Regions from separate parts of the Mus musculus genome. Here all the other regions are linked to region 2. Evidence: chromatin contacts called from public HiChIP or PLAC-seq and Micro-C data. All regions are on one chromosome and are shown on one strand. The core of a region is the stretch at or near the end of the contact, and the rest is flanking DNA. Distances in the headings are between cores, read along the strand shown. Region 1 holds the start of Slc12a3 (solute carrier family 12, member 3). Region 2 holds the start of Rspry1 (ring finger and SPRY domain containing 1). Region 3 overlaps Nup93 (nucleoporin 93).

Region 1 (3,052 bases), core at 107-2,606, 270 kb after region 2:
ACCCTGTCTAGACATCAAGCTCCGGGCCACAGCCACTCACCATCACCCCCTTGACCCAGCCGAAGCGAACAGGTTCTCCAGGGCTCTTCTCACTGTTGGTGCCTGTCTCATCTTCCACAAGTCCATCAGTCAGCTCACGACCTTGCCGTCCATCAAAGGCCAGGGCATGCAGGTGGCTACCTTCCTGCTGGGGGCCCAGAGACCAATAGGAGTCAGGCAATGGGGGTTAGGGGCTGGGTGTCTGTATTCAGTCTTGCCTGCCCCACTTTGCCACACAGGCAGCCCTTGGACAGCTTCCTGGGTACAATGCTACTCGAAGCTTGGAGAAACACCAGAGAGAGCAAGCAAGCTGAGCATTCAGAATGCTTCTGCTCCGGGAGGCTCCTCCCCTCTAGGGCAGAGGGCTGGAGTCTGACAAGCCTGCAGTCTGAGAAGTGACACGGGATGGGAGGTGAAGCAGTATGTCACACGCCACACACCAGGTCTCTGACACAGAGAGTCTTGAACCCAGGCCTGGACTCCAGCATGGTCATCTTCTATTTCGTATTCCTACCAACCGCAGCCTACTCTGGGACCTTCATCCCAGTACCTATCTCAGCATCCCTATTCAAACAAGGGGTCTTGTTTGGTCCCTTCAGAGGGAAGCTTTGAAACACGGAAGAGTGTTAGAGGTTAGAACATCCAACTGTTGGTGAAACCGTGAGGTGACAGGGATTGGACCCTCCAGCCTCCCAGACAGCGAAGCCGATGAGCTAATATTTGAGAGGGCTCACCATGCTCCCTCCCTCCCTCTCACAGTCTCTCCCAGCGGTGTGCAACCTGCATTTGTATAAGCAGCAGGCTATGCTATCATTGTGCTGCCGGTGCCTGGACAATATGTATTACTTGTGCCCCCAAGCTTCATGGCACCTCTGTCCACTATTCATTTGGGTGTCTTGACCCTAGAGGAAGATGCCCAGTCATTTTCACAACACGAATGACAGAACATGTTGGGCAATCATGCCAACGTTACCCAGCCAGGAAGCGGCCAGTCTTTGAACTTCTGCTTACCTTGAGGAATGAATGCAGGTCAGCCAGGGTGGGCCGCACCTTCCGGGGCTCACCGGGCAGAGCGCTGTTAGCATAGTGTTCGTAGGCCGGCACCACGTCTATGGTGTTGTAACCGAAGGTGCGCATGTATAAGGTGCTGCCGTGTGTTAAGTGGCTGGGCTGGCTGCTGTCACAGGCAGCTGGTGGGGGCTCATCGCCTCCCATCAGTGTGCTGATGGTGAAGCGCCCACTGCACAGAGCATCGCCAGGCAGCTCTGTCACGGGGAGCTCTGCCATTATGGCTCTGGGTATCAAAGGAGGGGACAAGAGTGGGCAAGGGCACTGAGGGTGGCTTTATAGGCTGGGAGGAGGCGGGAGCTTGGTCCAGACCGCCCATGGCAAGTGAGCAGGGTCTCTGCCAGGGTGGGGGGCGGAGCCATAGCAACTGCTGTCCTGCCCCCATTTATCTGATCATTGACACAGGGGCCAATTTGGAGCAGGAGGGCTGGGCTAGAGCCAGGGCCACATCCCTGAGTCCTGCAGTAGCCCTTCTAAGCCTAGGGTAGCAGAGGTTCTGCAGCTAGGACCCAGGAAGCAGCAGACATGAGAGAGGACCCAGAGAAGGCCTGCTGCAAGGTGCCTACCTACACTGCAGGTTAACAGTCCTCGTGTTGGGCACAATGTATTTCTTTCATTTTATTTACTAGTTTGAATGGATGTCATCTTAGGACATGCATATAAAAAAAAAGGAAGTCTGCCTTCCGATCTCCATCCCTCACAGTCTCAGCGTCTTTCCTGATACATTTCAATATACATAAGCCATTGTGATTAGTGGCCTCAAGCCAGACCTGCAGCCACCTCTTGACTGACAAACCTTGAGAGCTTGGTGCTGGCCACTGGCCTCTAGGGTAAACAGGCACAGTGCAGCCTGACCTACACATTCACAGGCTGGCCTACGGGGCTGTAGTTTGGAGCCCAGAGCAACTGGTCTTTCCCTCCCTGGAGCCATGCATTGTTCCCATGAAGTAGGAGATCTGGTCAGCAAAGGCTCCTAAGCCATTGCAGGGGCATTGCCCTGGGGTATGAAAGACACTCTGGGTCTTGATGATGAACTAGTGGATGTTGGATGTGTCCTAAGAAAGCAATGGACTTGTAGCTGTGAGGGGTCCCAGAGTCAGCCCTTACATTAATGGCCCCACCCATAACTATCTTTCCCTAAGAGGCTGGGCGTTCAGTAATCCATGGCTGTGGGGCACAAAAGCCTGGCATCCTGCCCTGTCTCTGGAACCACCCAGTGTTTCCCTGAATCATCTGAGGCTTAGGGCTACCCTAAAGCCCGCTCCCTCTGCCCTCCCAGACACATGTCCTGAATTTGCTCTCAGTTACTTCCCAGTGAGGTGACCCAGCCCCTTACAAGAATAGGAGACGACGGTACATGCTTCTTGCTGCTTTATTGACTATAACAAAGATTTGGAATCGACCTTGACAATCAACAAATGAATGGGTAAAAAAAACTATGTATATGTATAAACCATGTATACATAAGTTATATAAGTATAAATTATATATATGCATGCTACTTGGCTATCAAGTTAAAATGTTTTCGGGAAAATGGACAGTCTCAGTATGAATATTAGGTGAGATCATACAACTTCAGAAATAAACCACACACTCTCCCTCCTGTGGAATCTAGCCAAAAATATATGTATGCATAAAAACAAAAGTACCCGTGGGTACAGTATAACATGAAGAAAGAGCATAAGAAAGGCTGAATATAAAGGAATGAGGAAGGATGGCACAAAGAGCAGGACACAGAAAGGGGACAAAAAGCTGATGTATTCCTAGTTCTAACTCCGTCACAGTTTTTTATTTTTTGATTTGGATGGTGGACAATTGCAAAAAATACATTTGACACTAAAGGTGTAAAATTTAACATGAAGCTCTATAGCTTCTGTTTCTATGCCAATTCTAACTGTATAGAAGTTCACTAAGTTGTACTGACCTTGGGTATGGTTAAATTTTG
Region 2 (3,579 bases), core at 122-2,621:
TGCTAGTCTCTTACATCAACAATTTTCCAGATTAGAAAACACATTGTTCCTCAACAACAATACATTACACTACCTTACTTCCACACACACAGCGTTGATTATTTTACAGAAGAAACTCTAAGATGTCAAGTCACTTCAACTAAGGAAGGACAAGCAGATGGGTTAAGTGAGGAGCCTGGGAGACTGCACGACTCTACTCAGACGGTAACAGACACTGCCAACTTTAAAAAAGTTCAAAGTACATCACTCCAGGGGACGAAACCTTACTCGGACATCTGCGCAAGACAGAATCTCAAGAGTTTCAGCCCAGTAGCTCTAACTAGGTCTCCCTCTGTAAGAACAGGGAAAGTGAGGCAGACAGCGGGCCCGGCAGGAAGTAATGCCAAATTTGGAGGCTCGCTTGGGGGTGCTGCTGGTGGGATGACTCCCCTGTCCCACTCTGGCGCGAAGGCCAGAGGCAGCAGAATCCTTACTCTGGGACACCTAGTCAGACTCCAGAGTGAGGGAAGAACCCCGACTATCCCCGTTTCCGCTTACCATCCCGATCTAGGGCTTTCCAACGGAAAGGACTGCCCTCCCCAAGGGTTTTTTACTTAATATTTAGCTCAGGCCTGGAGAGTAGGAGAATCCGCTAGGTCTGGCTCCCGCCTCCAGCCTCTCTCTAAGGCGAAGAACTCTCCCCAGCCTCGCTTCACGTCGAACTCTCCACCCCAAGGCAACACCAGACCATCCCAGGGGAAGTCGGCTTCCCACTGCAACGCAAAACTCCCCAGAAGGAATCCCTGCCCACGACGTGCGCCCCTCGGCCCCTTCGGTTCCGAGGAGCCCGAACGAGGGTCTCTCCGCGTCCGGAGCCTCCCCAGGAGGTACCTGCTTCTCACCTTAGCCAGTCTCCTCGGGAGGGTGACCCCAGGACCTCCTTCAGTCAAGATCCCCTAAAGGGGAACACCCTCTTCCAGGAACCGCTTTCAGGCGCCTCCAGCGCGGGCCTCGGAGGAGAGTGTGCCGGCTGCTTCCCAGGCTCTGACCAACGCCACCCTCTCCAAGACCCCTGCCCGGAGACGGCCACGGCCCCAGTCCAGTCTCTCCGACCCAGGCTTCAGCGGCTGTCCCCTTCCTTCACAGGCGTCGCTAGCCCTCAAGCTCCCTCCCCGGCCACGTCCCCAAGGGGCTTCCCAGAGCAGCGCGGTCGGGCTGTGGCACTGACTTGCACTAGCTCCTGGGCCCACCGGAGGGAGGGGACAGCGACAGCGGCGCGACTCCTTTGTGACAGGTCCAAGAGAGCGGTAAAGATGGACGCGGGGACACGGCACTGCCATTACGCGCAGGGGCCCACCCCCGCTTCACACCGCCCGGGCCCTCCCTCAGTCCCCTAGGAAACGCCCCTTCCTCAGTGGCAAGCCCTCTCTCTCAGACAGCCAATCATCAGTCAAGATTTGTGTCACGTGATCTCGCGGGTCGGCCCGCCAGCCTGGAATGAACCAGCTAATCCCCTTGCCGAAGGGCGAACGACCCAATCAGATCGCTCCATACGGTCTTGGAGCACCGGATTTCCACGAGGCGCTCGGGGAGGGAGAGAGCTGTTGATTGGACTATGCCGCCGGAAGCGGGGTGGAAATGTGTTGTGGCTGTAAGGAACAGGAAGCCCCGAAGGGTCAAAAGGAATACAATAGCGAAGTGTGTTTTCTTCCTTTAAGCCGTCGTTCTTTTCTTGGTTTCTTTTCTAGTTTTTTAAGAGCGAGAGTGGCCTTGGCGGCGACGGTTTACGGTAGGCGCCGCGGAGGTGAGGGCGGCTCGCCTCCCGCGCTCTCGTAGGTGAGTGCGGCCTGGGTCCGCGCCGGGAGGCGAAACCAGGCTTCTCGGCCGTGGAGAGGGTGAACTCCAAGCCAGAGTTAGGATTAGAGCCCAGGTTTGTCTCCAGCCCGCGGTCCTTTCTAGTGCGGTGTCCTGAGTCGCCCGGCTTGGGAGTTTGCGGTGCCCACTCCGGAGCGGAGCCGCGGGAGTCTGCGGGACGGCGTGGCGGTCGTGGTGGGAGGTTCCGACTCTTTCTTACGCGCCCGAGCTGCCGGGCCCCTTGTCTTCTTTCAGCACTTTGCGGTTAGCTGGAGCCATCAGGCCTAAAGTGAGCTGCTGCCTCGGTTCCATTCGGAGCAGCTCCTCGCTCCTTAGAAAACGTGGAATGCCGACTTGAGCATCGTTGAATCCCGAAGTGTGTAGTTGCAGGATGGGTACATAATAAATTTCCCCGTTGCAGCGCCTCGCTCATTCTCTTCTAGTAGGAAACAAGGCTGTGTGCTTATTTTATTAGAACACAACCGGTCGTTGAAATGTCTTCTTTGAGAGTTGGTGCCCTTGGAATGCCAGTCCACGCAGAGGGAAAGGGAGAACTATTGGTCATGGAAATGGCTTCTTGGGGGAACACAAGGTCTGTGGCCCTTGGTTTTAAAATGCAAACCCTGTGCTGCACCCTTGGGTCAGTCTGATTGTTTAAGTCTAGAGTGGACCCCACAAAGTCTAATATGAACCTCTGTAGGATTTGCAGCGACTTGTCAACCTGTGTAGCAAGTTTCGTTGGTTAAGTGAATTGATTTATTGAAGTGTCCCCAGAGACATCATAAAAATGGTTTGGAGGAGCTCCGTGTAGTGGCTTGTACCTGTAATCCTAGGACCACGAGGCTGTGTGTGGGTGTGGGGGACTGTCAGTTGGAGACAGGCCTGGCTTCCTTAGCAAGACTGCCAGAAAACAAAGCAGAGTATAAACTACCAAGCAAAATGGTTTGGCGGGTACTGCTTCTGAGATATTTGAAAGGAATCTGTAGAACTTTCTATGACAGAAGGAGCTGAGTTGAAATAAAGGCAGCTCCTGTGTTTCAGTTGGAGCCTAAGATGAGCTATGAATAATATGTAAGGGTCTGAAAGTCGGATGGCCCAATTATCTCTGAAGTTGAAGTCTTAAAAAAGGAAGAATTATGTGGGGAGCATTTACCTGGTTTCATCCTTCGTTGTCACCGTACGTTTGCTTAAAGGCAATCTTCAGCTTCAGAAATTGACAGTGAAATAATTGAACAGTGTGATTCAACTGTAAGCTTGGATATAGTGTAATATGCTTTTAGGGAAGCAGGATTAATCAGTTTTAGTGTGTTCACCTTATTGACACGTCTTCCTTCTTGAATGTGATCAGTTTCCCTCTAGAAGTGCTTCTAAGTGTTTTCACCTTTGTTTTGCAGTTTCAATTATGATGCTTCAAACCATGAGTTGCTTTTTTTTTCCAATTATCTTGGTATTTGATCTTTTTTTTTTTTTTGGTTGTTTTCAGACAGTCTCTTGTAGACAGTCTGGCCTTGGGTTTGATGTGTATGGAAAAATAACCTTAAGCTCCTGTTTTGTTTCCTTTTTTTCTCTCAGGTGTTGAAATTACAGGTGTATGCTATATTTGGCAATATGAATTAGCCTTTTTGACATTGAAATAATGATTTATCCTGTAAAGTTCTAGTCACATATATATTGATGCGTTCGACTGTCTTCCACACACATTTTCACTCTTGTATCCAGTAGCTGTTTTTGTTTGCTTTTTTTATT
Region 3 (3,211 bases), core at 331-2,830, 300 kb after region 2:
GAAATTCTAGCTCTAACTTGAGTCATAAGGCATACAGCAAATAGCATACACATCCACATGACTGAACAAAGAATATTTGTATTTAACAAAGTAACTAACACAAAAAGACTCATTTTATTTCAGTTATTATTTAGTTAGTTTTCTGGAGACAAAACATCTTGAACTCACAACCTGATGTCTCAGATTCCTGTCTGCTGGGATTACAGGCACACACCAACACTCTTGGACAAAAAGTTATGTTTTATGAAGCAATCAGTCTTAACCTAGAGTCTGTTCCATGCAGTCCTCCACTGACAGGAAACTCACTAAATGCAGTCTATATCTGCAGCAAAGCACAGTGCTCATGGTACCTTCTATCCTTGCTGTTCATGTACTCCTGGAACCAAGTTTTAAATTCCCCAAGCTGGTGCTGGGCTCGACTGACGACTTGTGATGCGGCAAGCAGGTCTCCACAGCGCATGCAGTAATAAATTAATGCCCAGACAGGATGGCCTTCTACCTCTCCATCCTACAAGACAAAGGCACAGTCAAACAAAAGCTAACAAACACTTTGTGATGTGAGACACCCAGCTAAGGTACGCAGTTCCCACCATAACCCCATGGGCTAAGAGCCACTGATTGTATCCTATTCCCTGTGTTTCGAAAACACATTGAGTTGTCCAGGGAAAACTGGGAGTGGCAGTGTGCGATGGATCTGGAGGTACTGTGATGCCAACAGAGCCCACCTATGCTTTTTCTCCTAGCCAGCAACAATGGGATCACCTTCTTTGATTTTGACAAAATAAAGGCTAAAGATGTCACTGACTAATGAGAGCAATTCATCCACTTGAGCTTATAAAACTGAACATGACTTATCCCTCCAAATGTTTAACTGTCTGGATATCAAGAGCTGCGAGGTGACTGTCTCCCACTCCCAACGATGTGACCACCCACCCACTTTTCGCTTGTCCGTGGAGCAGGCCTGGCCTTGTACTGTTCGTTGTCAGTTCTTTCGGAACTCTTGGCACTCCCCGCCCTTCTGTAGCAGAAGCTTCATCTTGGCATCACGTGCCCTCTTCAACACGGTTAAGCTATGCAAGGCCACATGCTCAGCTTTGGGACTCAATGCCTTCCTTTACCAGCTAACCCAAAGCTTGCTAAGCCCTGCCACATGCCCTACCACTCCAGATACTCTGCTTTCTCTCTTGTTTGTCCACACTGTTCTCCCCGCCTGGAACAGCCTTCCAGAGGCCCACTGAGGGTGAGCCCCTGCTCTTTAAGAGTTAAGTTTGACCTTTTATGAAGCTAGCATCTTTAGGCACAAAGCTCCAGCTTAGCTTGTACATTCTATCAGACACTGTAAAATAACCCCCACCTGCAAGACAAGCAGGCAGAGGGACTAAATCACACTCAATGCCACTCTTTCAGCTGGTTTGCTTTAAACTTCTGACATATTCCTCACTTCGTGTCTTACACCCACATGTAAGTGTCTGAGAGAGCACTTAAAGCTTAACTTTGAAAACTCATCTGAGACATGGTGTTGGCACATCTCCTGCCTCTACTCAGGATTTTTGCATGACTGGTTTTGAAAGGGCCCCCAGGAAACAGCACGACCCAGCCTCTTTACCACACAGAACTCCCTTCAACTAAGAATGCCTAAGATCAACTAGTGGCTCTGGAATGTGTCTGGCCCTGCAGAGGTACCTGAAGTCCTGGTGAAGGAGCTGGCAGTTTAATGTTTAGGAAACTCCGAACCAGCTGGTAAGTCCCAGGCACACCGCCCAGCTGTGCCTGATGCAGATTTCCGAAGACAGTCACAAGGGTGTAATTCTTATAACTAGAAACATTTTTAAAAGAAAAAAAATGGTCAAGGTTGACAACATGTACTACACACATCCATCTCCATGTTCAGAACACATGACTCTGAGTTCTACAGGCAAGGGCTGACTTTAAATTTCATACAGAAAAGGAAACACCTATGCAATGAAGCAAATTCCACTCTTATCATTGTATAGATTTTTACTACAGGTACCCCAGATAATTCCTAGGAATACAGCTGAGGATTTCCAATACTTCAAGAGTGGAGCCTACTGCTCTAATGGGTTTGCTTTTGAAAAACAAAACTTATTTTAAAGAATTCGAAATCAATTCCATGAAAAGTCAGAATTGTCCAGTGAATTCCATCCTACCCTTTACCTAGATTACCAGGTTCTAACATCTGTACGCATTTCCTAGCTCTACCCTTCCTATCCCACACCCAAACATACATAGGAACAGGATTCTGTTTATTCCCAGAAGCATTTACAAATGTTGTTAAAAGGTAAGTATGTTACCTGACCTACCAACATTTCAGCCATGTACCTCCTAAGAGCCAGGATATTTTCCTACCTAACCCAAATGCCATTATGACACCCAGAAATTGAGTATTAACAAACTACTATCTAAAGCACAAGCCACTGTCAAGTTTTTAATAATGGATTTGACCTGATTCCTATGCTCATATTCACAATTCACCCGTCCCCAGTTCTGTTTGTTTGAGACAGGGTCTTACTCTGTGGTCCTAGCAGTTCTGAAACTGAAGGTGTGGGGGGAAGGGGACGGGGATACTTTGTATTTATAGTGATCCTTCTGCCTCAGCTTCCCAAGTGCTAGAACTACAGACATGAACTATAGCACCCAATAGATTGTTTTCCTTCTAAATCCCAGACTCAACTTATAAAATCCAAGGCTCTTTGCTTAACTGGCACCCACTTTCATTCCTCTTTAGTCCAGGGAGTTCTCCCACCTTCTGTCTTTCCTGATACCCACCTCTTTAGACAACCAAGAAAAGTTGTCTGACAGAATGCCTCACAAGCTACATCATTTCTATGTGACTAGGCTCAGACTTAAGATTTTGTAACCCAGTAACTAAGTCTTTGTACACAATGACAGTTTTACAATGAGAGTCTGCCACTGGCAGCTACTATATCTCTTGGCTACCAAGCACTGACCAGATCTTTCTAACAGTGCACTATAACATAAGACTCTTCTCTTAGTACTCAAGAAAAAACCTGTGTCTGTGTGGCTACTCTGTTCTCTGTCAATGTTTTATCTTACCTAATACTGTTAGCTCCCAGTGGCAGTCTATGCTGAACCATTATTACAGTGGGGACTACAGAATGCTATCAATTCCCGCGTCATTTCCCTACTTTGTACCATGCCTCTTTATAAGTGTTTCTACTCCATTATTAGA

The links. Hi-C and Micro-C count contacts between places; a contact is called where the count stands out from the background. HiChIP or PLAC-seq counts read pairs in DNA pulled down with a chosen protein or histone mark.
Region 1: a contact with region 2 is called in a Micro-C map of the HL-1 cell line, with 4 times the contacts expected there. The contact joins the promoter of Slc12a3 here to the promoter of Rspry1 in region 2. A contact is called at or near these places in 14 of 39 promoter capture datasets (the C10 cell line, the HPC-7 cell line, HPC-7-derived erythroid cells and 11 more), 2 of 15 datasets of contacts at CTCF or cohesin (large pre-B cells and pro-B cells), 20 of 484 Hi-C or Micro-C datasets (the 3T3-L1 cell line, the 63-12 cell line, the AML12 cell line and 14 more), 26 of 115 datasets of contacts at active chromatin or transcription factors (DN3 thymocytes, the NIH/3T3 cell line, the SCID.adh cell line and 16 more) and 4 of 9 other capture datasets (adipose tissue, embryonic stem cells, liver and 1 more).
Region 3: an H3K4me3 HiChIP or PLAC-seq map of the 230-238 cell line shows a contact between it and region 2, with 6 times the contacts expected there. The contact joins the enhancer-like site here to the promoter of Rspry1 in region 2. A contact is called at or near these places in 1 of 39 promoter capture datasets (macrophages), 8 of 115 datasets of contacts at active chromatin or transcription factors (the 230-238 cell line, bone marrow-derived dendritic cells, bone marrow-derived macrophages and 3 more) and 2 of 9 other capture datasets (adipose tissue and liver).

The regions. Positions count from the first base shown.
Region 1 is chr8:94,327,512-94,330,563 of GRCm38.p6, reverse strand. Slc12a3 (solute carrier family 12, member 3) reads right to left here and starts at 1,356. Exons shown (of 25, transcript NM_001205311.1): 1 at 1,051-1,356; 2 at 41-187. The coding sequence starts at 1,326. It also overlaps a transcript of Nup93 not described here.
Region 2 is chr8:94,599,733-94,603,311 of GRCm38.p6, reverse strand. Rspry1 (ring finger and SPRY domain containing 1) reads right to left here and starts at 1,371. Exons shown (of 15, transcript NM_026274.4): 1 at 882-1,371. Psme3ip1 (proteasome activator subunit 3 interacting protein 1) reads left to right here and starts at 1,586. Exons shown (of 8, transcript NM_028221.4): 1 at 1,586-1,815. It overlaps LOC115486880, which reads left to right and starts at 421. Exons shown (of 2, transcript XM_030243886.1): 1 at 421-499; 2 at 667-1,696. The coding sequence starts at 421. The coding sequence ends at 1,376.
Region 3 is chr8:94,299,365-94,302,575 of GRCm38.p6, reverse strand. Nup93 (nucleoporin 93) reads right to left here. Exons shown (of 22, transcript NM_001357266.1): 9 at 1,684-1,816; 10 at 351-508. Among named protein-coding and RNA genes, the nearest start is that of Mir138-2, 23 kb to the left of the region's middle. Within about 2 kb of position 1,580, at least 13 of the 459 cell types and tissues checked have an H3K27ac peak or open chromatin away from gene starts, as enhancers often do. A contact at or near this core is called in the 230-238 cell line and pro-B cells, where this site is marked.